2 separate regions of the Anas platyrhynchos genome follow, and region 2 is linked to region 1. The links are chromatin contacts, called in public Hi-C maps. All regions are on one chromosome and are shown on one strand. Each heading gives the region's core, a stretch centred on a gene start, on an enhancer-like site or on the middle of the called end of the contact. The rest is flanking DNA. Distances are from core to core; before and after follow the strand shown. Region 1 holds the start of NIPAL2 (NIPA like domain containing 2). Region 2 overlaps NIPAL2 (NIPA like domain containing 2).

Evidence for each region. A called contact is a pair of places that touch in the nucleus more often than the background predicts.
Region 2: a contact with region 1 is called in a Hi-C map of liver, with 2.5 times the contacts expected there. The contact joins the enhancer-like site here to the promoter of NIPAL2 in region 1. A contact is called at or near these places in 3 of 8 Hi-C or Micro-C datasets (F5 follicle, liver and subcutaneous adipose tissue).

Annotation. Positions count from the first base shown.
Region 1 is chr2:22,852,807-22,856,388 of IASCAAS_PekinDuck_T2T, forward strand. NIPAL2 (NIPA like domain containing 2) reads left to right here and starts at 1,749. Exons shown (of 12, transcript XR_011807405.1): 1 at 1,749-2,118.
Region 2 is chr2:22,920,638-22,924,219 of IASCAAS_PekinDuck_T2T, forward strand. It overlaps NIPAL2 (NIPA like domain containing 2), which reads left to right. Exons shown (of 12, transcript XR_011807405.1): 11 at 777-851; 12 at 1,057-1,189. POP1 (POP1 homolog, ribonuclease P/MRP subunit) reads right to left here. Exons shown (of 15, transcript XM_027452507.3): 15 at 1,533-3,582. Among named protein-coding and RNA genes, the nearest start is that of POP1, 25 kb to the right of the region's middle. Within about 2 kb of position 1,989, at least 3 of the 8 cell types and tissues checked have an H3K27ac peak or open chromatin away from gene starts, as enhancers often do.

The sequences.
Region 1 (3,582 bases), core at 499-2,998:
CCTGGGGAAGTGCCAGCCTCTTTTCTCCCCATTTCATGCTGGAGCAGATGTGACTGTAGGTGATGGAGGAATGGGAGAGCTTTCCTCAGACCAGCAACCTTTGACAACCAGTTGCTGCTTTTCCTCCTCTCCCCAGGATCTGCTATCCAACAAGTGCAAATTGAGGATGACAAATAAGAACATTAGCCTGGTGTTTCTGCTAAAATGATCCGCCTTGAAGTAGCTGATGTTGACACTTAAATTGTCAGCAGACTTCCAGTTTAGCGCTCCAGTTAGAAGAATGGGTCCATTCACACTTCCCTCTGAGCTATTGTTTCAACTCTCTCTAGACTGGGCAAATATCACTGCGGCAGTTTACACTCCAGTTCCACTTTAAAGATTTTTTTTTAGATTTTTTTTTGCAACCATAACCCAAATTGCCTAGAAACTTTTTTTTTTTTAAATGTAAGCTTAGACTCCAGAGAATAATTACGCAACACTGTAAAAATAGTCTGCAGCAATTTACATAGCCATGAAATATTGGAGCTTTTTTTTTTTTTTTTTTTCAGTATACCTATGTATATGTGGCTTCAGCTAGCTCCAGTATTTACAGAGGACTCACTGGAGTTGTGATCAGAGAAACTGGTACTTCAAGTTGGACCACACACACGAACAAAACATTTCTTGTTATAAGGCAAAGTTTCCTATTTTGGGGTGTTATATCATCATCTGACTGAAGATGACTGACCTTGCCACCTCAGCCTCTCCCATATCCCAGTTCACCTCTGGCTGAATCCAAATAACATCCCTGTAGCTAACACAGGTATTGTTTATATAGCAAAGCAGGAGAGCGTTGATTTAACTTCAGTTTCTTTCCTGTAATTACATGTTCCTTCCATTTTCAAATAAATTAATCATACTGAGAGTCTGTATCCTCATTTGTCTCTCTGCAGTCAACTTTGCTGCTGCTTATGTCCATTAGGTATAATACCTCCTTGTCTGCTGGAAGCTCACTCCCCAGCCTCCTCTGCTGCTTGCTGTCTTGTTCTCTTCTCTCCTCATGCATCTCGCTGATGGTAGGACCATCAGGCACACTGGAACCAAGAATCAATCCAATTTCTTCTACCTAACAGCAGGACAAAACTGTCTGCTGTAGCAGGTGGTACAAGAACTGCCCCCCAAGCCTCGTCTCTTACAGAAATTTTCAGGGCTTTGGACATTTTCAAGTCCAGCTGACCAACATCCCAGTGCTTCAGATAGAAGGTAGAGGATCACATGAGCTCTCTAGATAAACAAGAAGTTATCCTGTCCAGAGCCTGAAGATGTGATGGCTTAATTTTTGCTTTCTGTGTTTCTTTAGAAGCCCATTTCTGTCCCCCAGTGTAACTCAGCCAAGCTCCTATCTGACTAGCTCCTAATCTCCCATTTAAGGAGCTTTTCTGGTTGTTTTCCTCAGGAGAGCTTAAGTGATTAAATCAAAACTAACTGAATGAATGGATAAAGCCACAGATTGAAAACAAACCCATTGCCTGAAATCTCTGCAAAGAAGCTATTCAGGAAATGTCTACGAGCAAAGAATGCATGACAGAAATAAGAATTTATGCAAGTGACTATATGAATATGGAAACAACAACTTCCAGCTCTGGTAAGCTATCTGTGAGGAGTGAACAATTTGGTCATGAAATTTAGGCATTGATTTGAAGGAGTTAAATTCCCAGGCTGCCTTTTAAGAGCAGGGTGGGGCATTGGGGAAGTCAGAGAGGGAGGAAAATAAATAAAATAAATTAAAAAAAAAAAAGAAAAAAGGCACCTGAATGCCCTGGGAAGGAGCAGCAAAACCTGCTGACCAATTCCCCTTCCTCTCCTACGCACCCTGATGTAAATCTTCCCCAGCTGAGGGTCTCCTGTTGCCCTCGGTCACGCTGCGTGCCCCTGGGTGCAGGGTGACCCACAGGCACAGCCTTACCCACACCAGGAAGCGAGTGCCACGTCCTCGTCCTGCTCGCCTCTGCTGCCGGCCACCTGTCCCCGCTGGCGTGACAGGGGGCTGAGGGCAGGGACATGGGCATCCTCCCCGTTTCGGAGCAAAATGTGTTCTTTGAGGGGCCCCTCTCCGGCCCCTGGTACAGCAAGCACAAGGTAAGTGCCCTGCAGCACCAGGAGGAACAAGTGGGCTCAGGGAGAGCAGGGAAATCATTTCAGCTTCTCCCTACAGTCCTCTGAAGAGCCCCTCCCAGCACCCCTTTGCTGCTGGCACCTGCTCCTTCTTCATCCCAGGCCTCCTTGGCTTTCCCCTGCAAACAGCCGTGTCCGAGCACTAACAGGGCCGGGAGCTGTGCTGCTCTGTGCTACAGCATCTCTGGTGTCTGCCAGCAGCGTTTCTGTAGTTGTCAGTGCTGACAATGTATTTGGTATTTGGGCGATGGCAAAGCAGAGACTGAAGCAGCCTCCGAGAACTAGCAAGTTGAAGCATCTGCTAACAATAAAAATGAATTGGAGGCTGATTAAACCCTTTACCTCTTCCCTGCTTTTTTTGCTTCACAAAGTAGGAGGCATGGCAGGATACTCAACATTCTTGTTCTCTGCAGCACAAGAAGCAAACCACTTTTTTATGATGCAAAGTATTGGCATAAATTGTGCATAAAATGGCTTGCGAGTAACTGCTCTCCTTTCTCTGCGAGCAGCCCAGTAGCAGGTCATAACTCAGGGAGGGTCCCCAAAACCTTCCCCTCTGGACTCTGCATGTGCTACTGGCAGGATATCCAGGTGGCAGGAGGCATTTCTCAGCCTCAGAGGAAAGGAAAACTGAATTCCTGTGCCTAAGCCCCTGGAGCTGCAGCACTCCTGCCTGATGGCTGATGGGGATGCTTCTGGGAACCAGAGCTCTTATGGAGGCAAGAATTAGAGCCAGGGGGTTAGTGAAGGTTTGAGAATTAGGGCCCTGTGTCTGGGAGTGCTTGCAGAGCTGATGGGGAGCCTGGTGACGTGGGTCCCTTGTCATTGAGACACCTTCCTGCACATAAAGATGGGGTTATAGCTTTTCTTGCAAAACATCCTAGCCCTGCTCTGCATTTTGGGATGATTGAGTGAGGATTGCTACTTTTAAAGCATAGTAGTTTTCTGGTTCTGGTTTTCTGTGCTTCCATTTACTTGCAGAATTGAGGTTTTGGAGTAGGCAAAGGGTAACTGCAGGCCGTATATTGCTGCCAACCTTTATCTTCCCAAGAGTTAGCTTCTTCTCTGCACTCTCATTTTCACATTTTATGTATTTGGATATATCAGAAACCATTTCTTTCCTCCGCTCCTAGCAAATGGACTGTCCTGGCTGTGTTTGTGGTTTGAGCCCAGTTTCAGGTCTGCAGGTAGAGGCTCTCTGTGTCCTTTCCCCTGTTCCTGTGGCTGTTTTGTCCACTTGGTTTGGTTTTGAAGGGGAGCTGTTTGTTTTCTGTGCCATGTGGACATCAGGAACATCCACGCGGGCCTAGCAGTTCTAACACGTTAGGGAAGTCCATGGCACTACAGTCAGCCCTAAATGATGGCTGTAAACATGCAGCTCCCTGGAAGAAGCTAAAGAGCCTGTGTTCATGTGACTGTGCAGTTTAA
Region 2 (3,582 bases), core at 739-3,238, 68 kb after region 1:
AGGGCATTTCTGGTATTACCCAGTGAGACAAAAGAACAAAACTAGAAATTAACAGAAATAATGTGAGAAAGAGTCCCAACGGGCACAGTGGCTTATGGATGCGTGAGCCCTCCAACCCATCACAACTGTTGCATTGTTTTTAAAATAAAGCAGTTTGTGGGCTAAAAAATAGGATGCTGAAAAAAGGACTGAGCTGAAAGAAATGGCCTTTCTCATCACGCCTATTATTTGAGCTTCTTGACATCAACTGAAATAATGAATTACACCATCCTCTCTAGAAATCACAGCAAATCCTCACATATTTGGATCATGAAATTTCATTCAGACTGCTCTTTCAGTCTCTGCTTTATTCTTGCTCTGTCCTGGCCATCTTTTGATTTCTGTTTGTTGAGAACCTGGCTTAGCCGTGCAAGGCTGCCACATTAGCAGTGCTGCAGTGAGCCCATGAATCAAAAGACAGCTAGAATGGGTCAGGCGAGCTGATGATAGTACAAGCTTTGCATGTCTTAAGAGTATCCTAATTTTATTTTTTTTTTTAATCATTATTTTGTATAGGCGTTCTTCATTCTACAAAATGTACTGTTTTTCTTCAAGACAAGGCCCGATGCAATAAATGAAAGCTGTGTTTTGTCTATCCTATTTGTCACCCTGCTTTCTTTACAAACTACCTTGAACTTGTTAATCTTATTTTGTCCAGGGACAAGTAGGTTCTGACTTTCAAAGCTGCCACAAAATGGCTTCAGCACGTCTCATTTCAGTTTTCAATCCTCTTGCAGGGATTTGATGAGACCCACGTTCCCGAAGAAGAGTTTTAGTACAGCTGAGTTGGATTTGCAAGAGGTAAACTGCAGGTACTGTTCGGATTGCTGACCTCTGGGAAGAGCATTTAGAAGCAGGGGACTGTGGGGCTTTGCCTTTTCTTTTTTTTTAAACATTTTATTTTGGGGAAATAAAACAAAGCAATTGCTTTTCCGCTTTTCTCAGTCTTAGCACTTCAGCCATGTGCCTCTGGTAGTTTATCTCCCCCCAGCTCTGTTCCTTCTACCTACCTCACAGGAACACGTGAGCGGATCACGTTTGACATGTCTGGCTCTTCCAGACTTGGAGCACTGAAAGCAAACCGTGCTGCTGCATCTGACTACCCTCTGTGCGTGTGTGTGCCACGAGCCCCCAGGGCTTACACCTCCATCATGTCACCCTGCCGATTATTTTCCCAGCTTGGTTTCAGCAACCCCAGCTGCCTTTCTGCCAGGTAACTTCTTCCAGTCCTTACACGCTGCTAAACAAACCCATTGCCCTGGACCTGCTCTGAACTTCCTTAACAAACACACGGTGGGCTGGCAGCGGTCCCACAGCACCTCATTCCCCTCAGTAATCACCGCTCTCCTTTGCAGCCTCATTTTCTGGATCTGCAGTGGCGAGGTATGCGCATCTCAGAGTCGCAAGGCACTCAGCTTGGTGGGTCCATTAGTCCCTGCCGGCTCTCTTCGTGTACCGGGCAACTACCCTGGTCCAGGCTGTGAGAAAACCCTTTGCCAGGTGAATCTCGAGCACAGTATTTGTTCAGATGCTCTAGGGGAGCGGTATGCAAAGCTACACAACCAGGCAGTAGCAGTCAAGCTCTTCAGTGCTACAGATAACGCCAGAATTGCCTTCTGTGCTTCCCCTCGGCTTCCAAAAGCTCTTGGAAGCCAGGAATGAGAGCTCGGGGTTTGTGCTGGCATCCATTTTGAGAGAGTTATCTGGAGAACAGCATGGGAGCCGGACAGTTTATGAGTTTGTTGTGTTTTTTTTTCACTGGGTTTGAGTTTCCTGGGTTCCCGAAAATGCCTGTGTATCAGAGCTCATGGGAGCCGATCCAGATGCTCTGGGGCAATTAACCAAAGGGTAGTAACTGCAACGAGATACAGCCTAAGAACAGATGTGTGCCACAACCTACACCTGATTCAACATGATGAACACAGACGTAGTGTCCAGCTGACAAAGAGATAACACAGGCTTAATTATCCACAGTTTGATTATCCAGTGTTGACACGGTTTTTATGACTAAGTCACCCTTGAGACACTCCGAATCTGGAAATCCCAACCACAGATAAAAATTTCCTTGCAGCTACATAAAGTCACAGTGTTTTTCTGACAAACTTTGGCTGCGAGTTTTGAGCATTTTTAACTTATCGGGCTCGCAGAGCATTTTACAAGGAGAGTGAAGTCTTGAGGCATAAATCATCGACTTAAAGGAAAACAACTGTGTAACAATATTACAAGATATACAGAACAGGATGCACTTGGATTCCAGTTTCTGTTCATTGGCTCAGCAGAGAGGAGGATCATAAATCAGAAAGAGAGAATGGAAATCAAAGAAAAGTAACAGGAAGTGTCAAAATGAAAACCTGGCAGAAATTACCAATAGGAGGAAAAGAAAAAAGACTCCAGATGTTTAAAAGAAAAAAGAAAAAAAAAAAAGATTCAGTGAACAAAAGATCTACAAGCAGAAAAGAAGCAAAAATGATAGCTTGGGTGGGGGGCTTCTCCTCATTCTTTCTCACGTACAAGTGAGGTCTAGGGAGGCAAGAAAATATGTATCTGAGGAGATGGGGGAGGCAAGGGGGGAAATAGCCATATAAACATCACCTCCCCTCCTTTCTTCCCATGAAGCACAGCTCTGGAAACTCTGATCCTAGAAATATTTCAATTGAGCTCACAATTCAAAAGGTTCATTAAATCCAGGATTATTACCATGAGAGAACTTGATCAGAGCAGCCAGACTGTAATGTTTAAGGGGTTCTTTATTTCCACATACCTACGTGCTGCGGAGCTCGGAGTCACATGGCGAGCATGTGAAGCCCGGACCCGCAGAGCCCCAAGCCTTTTCCTCTGGGGCCATCTACCGGCAAAGCAAAGCAAAACGGTGCTGGACCAGCTTCTCGGCGTGTTCCTGCCATGGTCACTTCATCAGGTGCACTAAGGGAGGGTGCTCATAGAGTTAAGGTACTCTAAAGCCTTCCTCCAACAAAAAACTCCACCCTAGACTAATTTATTCACCTCAGACTCTTTCAAACGAAGCTGTGAGCGTAGGAGCTAAGTTACAGGCTGATACTTAGAGAGACAAAAGCGTTAACTGATCCGTATTTAGTTTTTCAAAGAACCAAGCTGAACAGAAGATTCCTGAATCACAAATCGGTTACATTTTTATTTGTCATGATCATTTCAGGGTAAACGTTACCAACTGGTATATATTTGTATCATGCTTCTACTAAACTACAATGTATTACTGTAAACTCATTATTAAGCTGCTTAACTCAAGAAGGGCTGGAAGTTTAAGGCTATCATTAGACAAAGAAAAAAAGTCCAACCCACAACAAACCCAACTAACTAGCCCCCCTTCCCCAGCCAAATCAAATACCTTCCTCCCCTTACCCGCCCCCTGCACACTTTACAGGTTTAATGACTGTTTGACCAACATCCATAAACCCTATTGTAAAATGAGGAAAACCTCAGTCCTAGCATTTCCATACAAAAATAAATTCATGTTTTAAGGAACCAAAATATCCCTACTTATTAACAGAAAACGTACGCTGACCC